Linked DNA regions of Mus musculus: region 1 is linked to region 2. Evidence: chromatin contacts called from public Hi-C data. All regions are on one chromosome and are shown on one strand. The core of a region is the stretch at or near the end of the contact, and the rest is flanking DNA. Distances in the headings are between cores, read along the strand shown.

The links. Hi-C and Micro-C count contacts between places; a contact is called where the count stands out from the background.
Region 1: a contact with region 2 is called in a Hi-C map of the N1E-115 cell line, with 4 times the contacts expected there. The contact joins two enhancer-like sites.

Annotation. Positions count from the first base shown.
Region 1 is chr8:108,845,152-108,848,482 of GRCm38.p6, forward strand. The region is part of intron 3 of Zfhx3 (zinc finger homeobox 3); the gene reads left to right. Among named protein-coding and RNA genes, the nearest start is that of Mir3108, 90 kb to the right of the region's middle. Within about 2 kb of position 1,845, at least 26 of the 459 cell types and tissues checked have an H3K27ac peak or open chromatin away from gene starts, as enhancers often do. A contact at or near this core is called in the N1E-115 cell line, where this site is marked.
Region 2 is chr8:109,184,658-109,187,818 of GRCm38.p6, forward strand. The region is part of intron 5 of D030068K23Rik (RIKEN cDNA D030068K23 gene); the gene reads left to right. All of the region lies in intron 1 of 4922502B01Rik (RIKEN cDNA 4922502B01 gene), which reads right to left. Among named protein-coding and RNA genes, the nearest start is that of 4922502B01Rik, 64 kb to the right of the region's middle. Within about 2 kb of position 1,329, at least 48 of the 459 cell types and tissues checked have an H3K27ac peak or open chromatin away from gene starts, as enhancers often do. A contact at or near this core is called in the N1E-115 cell line, where this site is marked.

The DNA.
Region 1 (3,331 bases), core at 595-3,094, 340 kb before region 2:
AGCCTGTTACTCTTTGGAGTTACTACCAATCCCATGATCTTCACTTAGTAAGTGGATACTTTGATATACAATAGTAGATATTCCTTTGGTCTTATTTTTCCCAGAGAGTTTGCATTCCATAGCAGGTAGGTTATGGGCTGGACTGGGTGGTTTCTACTCTGAGCCAAATCCCAGTGCACATATGTGCCCTTTTAGATAGATCTTGGGCACCAAACTGTTTCTAGTGGAGAATCGATTGGCCACCACTCAAACGCGTGAAAGGTCCTCTGTATTGGAAGCCTGTCTTACCTTTCCTGCCATGATCACCAGACCGCCCTTGCCTACGCGTCACCTGGAAGGTTTGCTGAGACCCATGTCTCCAGGTTTCACCTTCAGAGTTTCTGTTGACCTGGACAGAGCCTAAGAACCTCCAAGTCCCAAGTTTCCTAGGAACGCTGATGCTGGGCAGTCTGCAACTGCTCGTGTAGAGTGTCTGCCGCAAGCCAAGCATCCCCGGGCAAAGAAATTGCCAAGTTCTTGGTGGGACTCCCCGCCGCCCCCCCCCCCCAATGGCCAGGAATGAAGGAAGGGCAGGTGCCTCCCCAGACTCTTGAATGTATCGTCCTTGTTTGTTATCTTTGTGAGAACTCAGGCTCCTCCAGCAGCCATGGGCCTCGGAGCAGCGGCTTTCGACACTCGCAACTTCCATGAGGAACAACCATTCTGAAGACCAAAGCTGGATCTTGGCCTCAAGAATGGCAGTTGGATCTCTGTGAGAACATCAGATTTCAGGGCTCAGTCTCGTCTTTCTATTCTACTGGACGGACAGTACTGAGACCCTTCTGTGGGAGGCCCCTTGTGGCCTTTAAATGCTGCTGAGGTTGTGAGATTTTAATCTTCAGGGACCGTACAGTCGAGGGAAGCCAGCAGACTCCCAGAGATTCTCCCCACCCCCCCACCCCCAGCCCAGGAGATACTCCTGTCTTTGAGCCCATGCCCAGTGGAGTGACTAATCGATGTCCTCCACTCTGCTGGACAATTAAGAGAAGCAGGAGAAGGAGGGAAAAAGTCTTCAGTTAGACCTAATTTGGCACCATATTGTTTTCTGTTAATCTATTTTGCTTTCTGTCCGTCTGTCCCAAGGGATGGGTGCCTCGCTGCTTGCTGAAGCATGCATAACTAATGTCCTCATTAAGGGCTGATCTGTTTATCAGGACCATGCTAGGAAGCCTGGCTGCCAAACCTAGGCACAAGCTGGGGGCTGTTCCCTCCCTCTGGGCCTTAGCCCCACCTCATTAAGCCGGTCCCGGCTATTGATTGGGAGCCTGTGTTTGGAAGAGTCTTACTTACTCCATGCATTATCTTGACAGGTTGATCAGACCTGATTGAGAACCTCTTAAAGGAACGAACAGCTGTAATGGGAAAGTTGGACTCTGTCATCCGTTAGGATGATTCTGGAAGCAAGAAGAACACGGCTGACATCTTGGAGCAATTGTATTTACAATTAACATGGCTGAAAACGATTGCCTCTATTGATCCCCCCTTCCTGCAATTACAGCCCCATTGTTTACATTCCAGCACTTCAGTTATAAAAAGGAAATTCAATAATTATTGCATTATTTAAAGTTAAAGTGGCACAGAGTTTGCTGGCTGCGCTCGCTGGTTGATTTAACGTTCAGTAAAATCCATGCTGAGCTCTCCATCTTGAGGCCGGCAGTATCGGCTTTTAATGAGACCTGGGGGGGTGCGGGGGGGGGGGGAGCTCGGTGTGCTGGTTGTTTGTCTGGGTTATCTATTGGGGGGTGAGGGGCGGTCCTGAAAGCAGAGTGGAGAAACTAGCCATGTCATGGTTCCTGAAAACGGTCCCTCTTGCCATGTGGCCATCTAGCCTGCAGATGGCCGGGTCTTGGTCTCTTGGCAGGCACTTGGATCTGTTTCCTACAAACAGGTTTCTTTTACCTTGTTGCTCCCTGTCCTCCTTCCTGTTCCCTTCGGCCAGCCGACCGACCATCAGCAAAAGTAGTGGACTCTGAGAAGAAAGGATGTGCTGTTAACAGTAGGTGGGAGGATCCCCGCCAGATGTGTCAGCAAGTTTCTCTCTGTCCAGTTCCCATTTTCCCCTTCCAAGGGAGAAATTGAATTTAAAAAAAAAAAAATCACAAACTGCTTATGAGTAAGTTTGCCCCATGGATGTTCCATATCCCTGCTCTCTGGCATGGCTGGCCACCCCTGGCTTCTCTCATCATGAAGGTGGTACCAGTAGAGCTCGGGAGGAGGCACCAAGTTTTGGATACCAAATTCATACTCTCAGCAGCAGCAGCAGCCAGGAAGTGGAAGAGCATGGGAGGGACCTTAAAGATGCTTCTTTTTATTCGCTATTGGTTGAGAGTCACTGTGGGCTTGGTTCCAAAGAGCATCTGTTTGGGGGGGGGGTACCCCTAGCAGGAAGGCAGAGCAGAGGAGGAAAACAGCCACACCCTCCACTTCCCTGCCACCTGTCCTGGTCCCTCCCACAGCCCCAGGGAACTTTAGACTACAGGAGTGACAGGCCAGAGGAAGATGAATAGAGGCAGTTGTGACTTTTATGGAAGTTGTGAAGCAGGCCAGTAGTGGGCAGCTCTGCCCCAGTGACTTTTTCATTGGGGGTGGGGGGGAGGTGAATTCTTGCATGCAGGTCTTGCGTGATGTACCCGACTTCCCTTCAGGAAAATGGCAGAGTGCAGAGATTTGAGGCCTTGGAAGTTTTCCTCCTTTCTGTGGGGGTGTCTCCATGTTTTCTCACCTGGGTCTCTCCCCCCCCCCCCCCACTCTGGTGATTGTTGTCCAAGCCATAGCCTCAGCACTGGCATCTGATTATAAATTCTGGCTGAATTAGAGCCCCCTGGAAGGGGCCCTAGTAACTCAAGGTGTCACAACTGCATCTGTGTACCCCCCTCCCCCCCACCGTGCCCGCCCCAAACTCTGTGCTCCTGATCAATGCCGCCCATGTTGGAGAGCCAGTGAGCTAAAACATTAGTTGCATCACCAACATCCAGGCCTGTGGTGTGGCACCCACCTGTCAGGTGTGAGGAGGCAGGATCTGGGCTCGAAGTGTGATGATCACAGTGGTGCCAAATGTTCAGACAGCCCTTCGCATTTTCCAGAGGTTTTTCCACTTATGGCTTCTCACACGGCTCGATCAATGGCCTCTGTGGAGGCGCGGCACGTGTGAATGCCTCCACTTTACAGATGGAGCCATGGCACCTGTGTGGACTGCCAGGCAGCCTTTCACCCTGCCTCTGCCATGTGGATTTTCATGGTGTCGGAGAGACAAATAAGTGAGCCCCTCAGAGTGTAGTTAGGAGTGAGGGGA
Region 2 (3,161 bases), core at 79-2,578:
TCTTCTAATTGTAGGAGGTGCTTTATTGGAAATCTCAAGTTTGAACTCCTCAGACTCTGTCCGTCTCCTATCCCTCTAGGGCCAGCTCAGCCCTTCATCCTGTCAGAGCGCATAAAACAGAACAGCTTACAATTTGCTATGAAGGGGTCTTCGGGATGAAGCATCTTAATGTCTGGAAAGATTAGACGGGATCTTCATGCTTAAAGACTCCCATGAAACATTTCAAATCACACGGATGTGTCTCGGTGCCCTTTGCCAAAATTAATAGATTTAGGCTGTGGAGTTAGAAGAAGGCTAAGTATCCATACCCACCTATCATCCAATAACATTTACTATTTTTAAATCTTCTTATAGCTCCTGTACTCTTAAACTGAGAATATATTAAGTCAGAAAGGCTACCTATTTTAGACTCCTGTAAGTTAACACATAGGGGCAATTTCGATGTATAGTGACATTCTAGAAATAAATATCACACACAATGACCTAGAGACTACACCATGTTGATCGCATGCGGCTGTTTTTACTTGCTTGCTTGTTTGTAATTTTGACTATTTATCAGTCTGAGGTTGACCCGCCTTTCTGGTTTCAAATAGCTATTCCAAGAGCCCTGATAAAGAATGGCACAGAGGGACCATGGCGTAATAAACCACCAAGTGAGCTACTTTGAATTCCTCTCATGTTCTGAGAACGAGAATGTCTTAAGCTTTGATAGAACAGGGCAATTTTATATTTTCCGTCTGACTACTTTAAAAGGTTCATTGTCTTTTAATTAAACTACGGTGGGGGGGGGGCTGCTGGGGGAGAGAGCAGAGATTAAAAGCTGTCGTGCTGTAAACGGGGTGGCTTTTAGCAACTAGTAGATGAGTGAAGCCACCACCTCAAGCAAGATGAACTACAGCAACAAGTTCTGTGCCTCGAAGCTTCTCCTTGTCTGACTGTAGCAGTAATTTGGAGTTAATTTGTGTGGCTTCCGCAGTAAAAAAAAAAAAAAAAGACTGTGTTCTATGTCGTCTGACTCTTCCTAGCATGGCTTCGCAGCTGTTAGGTCCCCTTTGTATGGTCCAGCACCGAACCACCACCACAGGTGAAAGCCAGGTGAGCAGGTTAGATGGGCATCTTGGACCAGGCTTAGTGTTCACCACGTGTTGTTTACTCTCCACAAAATGCCTGCGTGGATCAGCCTCTGCCTCCATTCTCCCACTTCCTGCCTTCACCAACAAACGGAGGGCCACTCTCCTCTGGGCAAGTCACACTGTTAGGTTGGGCGAATGTCTGGGTTTCTCTGGGAGTTTTATTGCCTGGCACATTGTCTTGTTTTCCTTTGTCTGCGTGAACACTTTTTTTCCCCTTCTTTGTGTCTGTTTTTCTCCCTTTGCCTCCTACTCCCCACTTGTCCCCAAATCCTTGAAGCCAATGAGGCTGTGGTGACACCTTCTGGGCAGTGCTGGGAGTGAATTACAGCCAGGAGTGAGCTTCCTGGTGGTGGTAGCTCACCCACATACAGTGAATAATAGGATGTATGGTTTGCTTCATCAAAGAAACTGATACAACATCCTACTTGTTCTTGGGATTTCTAGCACTGCTAAGTACCAAATGCCGTAAGTTTCTTGCAAACAAGCACAGATTTGCAGTTAGTGAAATAAAAAAAAATAAATAAATTGACAACCAAGGCCCTACCTGCTTACTTTCCTAGTGGTGGTTCTGAGTCAGGCTTGAAAATGAATGTCAACAAAATAAAGGAAAGCAATTACGTGGGACTAGAATATCAACACCAGACGCTGCTGCACGTGTTTTTGCAAGGATGTGTGTGTGCATGTATGTGGTGAGACACGGCAGTATCCCGTTACATGCCAGTGCCTTCTAGCAGTAAGGACGTGTCCCATGAACAGTCCTGGTGAAGGCAGTGACATCCATCTCAGCTGCCCACTGCCTGGCCGTGTAGGATACAGGTCGCCTGGTGCTGTTTCTGTGCACCCATGTCTCTCAGCAGGTTTCACAGACAGGCTATGGATCTACTCTGTACAGCCTCAACTGGAGTCTTTTTTTTTTTTTTTTCTGAACAGACTCCATCATTCCCACCTCTCCTTCCATGCTGATTTAATTGTTATATTTAACATTTTTAAATGGTTTCTTTTTTTTTTTTTTCATACTGTATGGAAATGATACAAGCTTACAGGTACCAATTTCTCTCTCTCTCTCTCTCTCTCTCTCTCTCTCTCTCTCTCTCTCTCTTCCTTTCCTCCCCCTCCCTTCCTCCTCTCTTTCTTTCCTTTTCCCCTTTTCTTATTTTTTTTTCTATCACTACTGACTTACACTTGGACCCTGAAGAGACTCAAAGGTACAGCTTCTAGGAAAAAAAAAAATCACATGGCAGCTCTAGCAAAGTTGATGTTACTATCTCATCAGGAGAATATTAAAAGAGCCTATGGAGTCTGTTGAATAATCTCTGCCCTCCTCATAACTCTCTGTCATCATCACTGACTGAATAGCAAATACAGAGGTAACAGACAACAAAGGTACACCGGGCAGCCATTGCAGCTGTGAAGCTGCCCGTCTTTGCAGTAACTGCACACCTTAGGACGCCGTCACTAGGACACTGAGCCCAGGACACTAAGCCTGGCTGTTGTGGGTGACTGGAGCAGTTGCATCTGCAACCTTTAAAGGACCACCACATGCCTCATCTTCACTTTCTACGCCGTTCTTCAGTGAAATATTGCTTATTGGGTGTATAATATAAGCATTTATGTGTGGTACAGAACCCGATATTTTTTACAAGTCCTAAATAATCAAATCAAAGCCTAGCCACATTACTTTCCAATTCTGATTTGCAAACAGTGGTAGTCCGCTTGAGGGCGGGGGGAGGACAATAATGAAAATGGGGGTGAGGCTTTCCTGAAATTAAAAGAAAGCTGGAAATACCGAGGGTGTGAATAAGTAACAAAGTGTCGTGTGGTAACTGTCGCGTGGTAACTGCGGGGATGATGGTTTTATTTGAAGTGGGGGGCGGGGGGAGGGAGAACCAGAAGGAGGCAAAAACACAATTTGGTCTAAAATTGAATTTCTCTGATAAGGCATTTCAGAAGCGGCTTGTCTTATTCACTCAGCAGCAAAATAATCATATGCGCTTTAATAATCTTTATTTTACAGGAGTGTGTTGCCAG